Regions from separate parts of the Zea mays genome. Here region 1 is linked to region 2. A link is a contact called in public Hi-C data. All regions are on one chromosome and are shown on one strand. The core of a region is the stretch at or near the end of the contact, and the rest is flanking DNA. Distances in the headings are between cores, read along the strand shown. Region 1 overlaps LOC100277284 (a long non-coding RNA gene). Region 2 holds the start of LOC100285632.

Evidence for each region. Hi-C and Micro-C count contacts between places; a contact is called where the count stands out from the background.
Region 1: a Hi-C map of leaf shows a contact between it and region 2, with 4 times the contacts expected there. The contact joins the enhancer-like site here to the promoter of LOC100285632 in region 2. A contact is called at or near these places in 3 of 25 Hi-C or Micro-C datasets (endosperm, leaf and tassel).

The regions. Positions count from the first base shown.
Region 1 is chr4:24,040,877-24,043,730 of Zm-B73-REFERENCE-NAM-5.0, reverse strand. LOC100277284 (a long non-coding RNA gene) reads left to right here. Exons shown (of 2, transcript XR_565157.3): 2 at 382-874. Among protein-coding and RNA genes, the nearest start is that of LOC100277284, 4.8 kb to the left of the region's middle. Within about 2 kb of position 1,475, at least 9 of the 20 cell types and tissues checked have an H3K27ac peak or open chromatin away from gene starts, as enhancers often do. A contact at or near this core is called in leaf, where this site is marked.
Region 2 is chr4:23,917,747-23,920,446 of Zm-B73-REFERENCE-NAM-5.0, reverse strand. It overlaps LOC100285632, which reads left to right and starts at 1,361. Exons shown (of 12, transcript NM_001158523.1): 1 at 1,361-1,794; 2 at 1,911-1,976; 3 at 2,381-2,469; 4 at 2,657-2,700. The coding sequence starts at 1,669.

The DNA of each region.
Region 1 (2,854 bases), core at 226-2,725, 120 kb before region 2:
CCACCTTTTTTGTTACCTTCTTTTTGTAGGACCTGGTAATTCACATTTCCATGTATATTAGACGATCATTAAGGGGCTGTTTGGTTCCATGGGACTAAACATTAGTCTATTTTAGTCTCTAAATTACTAAATATGAAGACTAAAAGGGAATAAATCAGATTTCTTCCCCTCTTTAGTCCTATTTTTAGTAATTTAAGGACTAAAAAAGAGGGACTAAAGTTTAGTCTCATGTAACCAAATATGCCCTTAACTGTATCTATTTGGATTGTAGTGATCAAGGTTTATAACTCACAAGTCACAGAGAGGTTCGGCATCAGTAAATGCTATTGTTATTATTATTATTCAAATGATGCAATTGCTCTCCTGGTTATTTCTGAATAGGTCTGAAGGATGAGGAAAGGACTGCATCCTCAGATGCAATGGATTTCATATGTGACGCAGAGTGGTAGGCTGATCAATATCATGATGACCAAGGTGAATCATACTGGCAAAGTGTACCACATGAGGGCCAAGCGGCAAATGGCTCAAAGCCTCGGCCAGATTGCGAAGTTCAAACGTCGATATGAGCAGGAAGCAGAGAAAAGCAAAGACAAGTAGGATGGTGTTGGGAAGGAGGTGTAGCCTCTGTGGTCTTAGTCAGTTCTGTTGACTGCGAAGTTTTCAGCTAAGGATCTTCGATTGAATGATTTTATTTTAGATCACATCATCTTTTGCTCCACTTCATAATTGTGTTGTACCCCATCTTGAGCAAACACTTTGGCACTTGTTGCACCTTAAAGCCCCAAGAAGATAGTCTATGGATCGCCTTTGCTCTGACGTTCGAGTTTTATGGTTTATATTTCTCCATGTTATTATGTTTGATGATATTGTTTTACCTGGTCTTTGACGACACCAATAGTACTTGTTGTCTCGAGTTGTTGTGAATGACCGCAGCACTATTCAGCTGGCACCTTTGACGGTCAAGTTCATTCCTTATCATACATTTTCTGTTGCAGACATATTTGGCGGGCGTGGCCTTGACACTAAGCTGTAACAATGTATCAATCTGTATATTAGATTAGATGTTGTGATGTGCTGCTGTTGACATTTATATGTTCTTTTGAATGCGCATTGGTACTTTTCAATTGCTCGGTATATTTGATAATAAAAAAACCATAATGATTTTTCGTTTTTTCATATTTTTTTAGAATAAGACTTGTGGTCAAAGTTAGTATTGAAAAAGTCAAACGAATTATAAATTAGAACGAAAGAGTATCAAACAAAATCCAAATTTAGTGGAGTTAAAAGAATTACTCAATATGTCACTCGTTAAAGAGAAAAAAATGTTATGTACTTTCCTTCACGTCTTCTTCGTCCTTGTCTACTCCTCATCACGACTATCCTCGTGTTTGCTACGCTCGGCGAGCCACCCCTAGCCACCACACACATGACCATCCCCACCTGCACCATGGTCGTCGCGCCTACACCTGAATGTCGTGGCCATGGAGCCCATGCTTGGTCGTGGAGGGGTCGCATGCCCATGCCTAGTTACTGTGGACATCATGTCCACCGCCGTGTGCTGCATGGTTCCCACATGAACCGATGAAGGATAAATCATTTTACTGTTTTATGTATTTTGCCTCCTAGGGCGGCTCCAGCATGTTTCCTATGGTCCAACCATACCTTCTATCTCATTTTCTTTTCAAACTCTACTATATAAATAATGCACTCTATATTATAAAACAGTATTTTGCACGACCATATATATGGTCTGCTGGAGACGGTCTAAGAAGTAGGATATATGCATAAGTAAGATAGAGATGAAGGTAGAACTGTACCAAACACTTCGATAATTTTAGATCCAATTATATAGCTGCTCTATGGTGAATTTATGGAGTCTCCTACAAGTATTTCAAACTTATATACATACTTTTAGGGGAGGTCACTATAAGTTGGTATCTTTAAGACTAACATCCTTTTTAAGCTTATCATATATGTAGTAGTCTGGTTATAAAGAAAATCAAGTCCATGGTGATAAGTATAATGCTTTAGTTTTAAATAGTAATCATATAAATTTGTATCAAGTCCAACTGGATTTATACATGTGGTATTCTAAGACCGATGTAATTATGTTGACTTTCAATTGGTATATTATGACATGCTTTTTCTATGCATTACATATATTAAATTTCTTTTGTGTATTATTTTGTTGGTTATGCATGAAAGTCGCCTAGAGGGGGGTGAATAGGCGTAATCTGAAATTTACAACTTTAAACACACTACAAGTCGGGGTTAGCGTTAGAACTAAAATCAAGTCCGGGAGAGAGGGGAAAACAAATCAAATAGAAGTCAAGTGAATGAACACGGTGATTTGTTTTACCGAGGTTCGGTTCCAAAGAACCTAGTCCCCGTTGAGGAGGTCACAAAGACCGGGTCTATTCCAACCCTTTCCCTCTCAAACGGTCACTTAGACCGAGTGAGTATTCTTCCTTAATCTCATGGGTCAGTAAGACCCTGCAAGGACCACCACACTTGGTGTCTATTGCCTCGCTTACAAAGCACTTGAGAATAAGAATGGGAAAAGAAGAAAGGCAATCCAAGAAGCAAGATCTCAAAAGAACACGAAATCACTCTTTCACAAGTCACTAAGTATTTGAGGTGAATTTGGGACTTGGAGAGACTTTGATCTTTTGAATTGTGTCTAGGAGTGAATGTTAGAGCTCTTGTATTGAATGTGATGTTCAGAAATCTTGGATGCTTGGAGTTGTGGTGGTTGGGGGTATTTATAGCCCTCAACCACCAAAGTAGCCGTTGGGGAGGCTGCTGGCGATGGGCGCACCGGATAGTCCGGTGCGCCACTGGACAAGCACTGTAG
Region 2 (2,700 bases), core at 112-2,611:
AAGTTACTTTGGTTGCATCTAGAGATACCCTCAAAATGGACGTATCCAGTTGGCCAGGATCATGCGTGCCTGTGCGTGCTTGCCCACCCAACCAATCAAGCGTTTAGTGTAGCTAAATATAATTTTATTGTAACAAAATTATTACATAGATTGTTGGAAGTTATTCAATGTCGCATCCTACTTAATTAATAAGAGCATATGAAAAACACTAGATCAACATGGGAGGCAGAGTTATCATGCCATGATCACTACACTGTTTATATAGTGGAGTTTGAAATAAAGAGTATGATATAAGATGTGATAAGAAGTTTATTGGAGATAACCTTATATTTCAACAGGACACAATGTTTCAAGAAATATATTGTCATCTAACAGCATTGATCACCGTCTTTGAAATGATGAGTTTCTTCTCAATCTCCCTAGCGGGTTCAGTGAACATTTTGTCATGCTTGTGATTTAAAGCCAGTACGTTTGGCTTTAATTCGTACAGTTTCTACTGGTTCTATAATATTTTGTCTTTATCGATTGTAGTTATAGCAGTCCGAACATCTGACTTTAGGAGGTGTTTGATTTATAGGGACTAAGGTCTCGTTTGGTTTGAGGGACTAAAGATTAGTCACTTCATTTTAGTCCTATTTAGTCACTAAATTGTCAAATGGTAGGACAAAAACATGGACTAAATTGTTTTAGTATGTAGTCTCTTAAGAGGTGACTAAAAGAGACTAAACCATTTAAATTCCACTTTTTGCTCTCTTTTATTTCAGTTGCATTAACGACGAGGAATGTTATGAGGTATTTTAGTCCTCTTATAATTTATTTAATGTGTTTTAAATTGTTTTAGTCCCTAGAACCAAACAGAGTAGGGACTAAACTTTAATCTCCTAACTAAACTTTAGTCTCTGGGCTAAATGAATCAAACGGGGCCTAATTTTTAGTTCCTCTGTTTTATTCAATTTTAGTCTTTAAATTGTTAGATATGGATAGTCCTTGTATTAACAATCTAGAGACCAAAATATTATAAAATAAAGGAACTAAAAATTAATTCCTATAAACCAAACATCCCTTAATCCTAAGCGAACAACTCCTTGCTTTCTCAATCCCATTGATAGTGAACTGCCTACTGTCAAATTATTTTATTTTTTGTCTTACAATTATTGTACAAACCACCCTGGAATTCCTGTAAATGCACAATTGCAGAAACATTCATATAGAGACAAAACAACAAATAGAGAAAAAAAAGATGTTTACAGATTGGCTCCCTCATTGGTTGGCTGTCTGTGTCCTTCCTCCCGTTCTTCCCTTGCTTCCCCGTCGCGCTGTTCAACGTTCAAACCCTTACACCTCCTCCTCCCTTGGCCGCGCAGTCGCCATTGACGACCCCCTCTCACTCTCCCCTCCCTTAAATCCCTCCTCTCCCCGCGTCCTTCTCCCCATCAACGCTTCATTCGCTCCAGTCTCATCGAATCCAATTCACAGCCAGCCAGACAGGGCGGGAGATCTCCAAGAAGCTATCTTGGAATCCGAGAACACCTTGCATTCGCGGTCAGTCAAGGATTCGAATTCTGACGGACGAGCTCTCCGGCCAAAAAAAGTCAAATAATTTTCGGGATAGCTCGGGTGGCGTCTCGGCAACCGGAGGAGACCCCGGGGGATTAAGGAAGGGGCAAGATGGTGAGGCTGCCTTACACAACGGCGCTGACCACGCTGTTCAGCTACGGGCTGCTCTTCGCCTTCGGCCAGCTCAGGGATTTCTTCCGCAAGTTCGTCGACTGGTTCAAGGCCAAGAACGTCAAGGTACGCAGGGCGGCCGGCCGGCCGGCCGGCCGAATTCCGCCTCCCCGCACCCGGATCCGGGAGATCCCGTCCCAATTTTTCTTGGTATTTCTGATTCAGCGTTTGGCTTCATACAGGGCTACGCGCCGATCTGCCTGGGACTGGAGGATTTCTATGTGCGACGACTGTACCTGCGGATCCAGGTGAGATAAACACATCCGAATTCATTGATGTCCGAAGAAATTTCTGTGTATTATCTTGAAAATAGGCTGTGCAGGTGTATATTTGGAGCGCCCTATCCGAGTACATTGAAGTATGCTATATGTTCAAAGGATTAGATTTTTTTGTTTATTTATGAGCATTTTAAATGCAATCTTCCTGATTTTTATGCCTATTCTTTATGCATTTGAATGTCTTATGCACCTGGCACTAGTGAACATATATGCCCGCTATGAATATTATTCTAGACCAAAATACTATATATTCTGAAATACTTGGAGCTGTAAATTACATGTATTTTCCTGGTTAATGTCGGATTCAAGTCTGTTTTGCTAAGCAAGATTGTGCACCTCAGGATATAACCAATCCGTCCTTTGTGGTTTTACAGGATTGCTTTGGTAGGCCGATAGCAAGTGCACCTGATTCATGGTTTGATGTTGTTGAGCGCACCTCAAACGACAATAACAAGACATTACAGTAAGCATTTATTCTATTATTCTAATTTATGGAAACAATTTCAGCTTAGCCAATACGACAATAGGCTAAACATAGTTAAGCATATCTTTCATTCACTTTTCAAGATGTAAATTGAATGATCATTCAGACATAAATTATTGCAAGAAAAACAAGTTCGAACTGTCGCTAATGCTCATTATTGTTGCAGGCGTACCTCAAATACCACTAAATGCCTCAACCTGGGCTCGTACA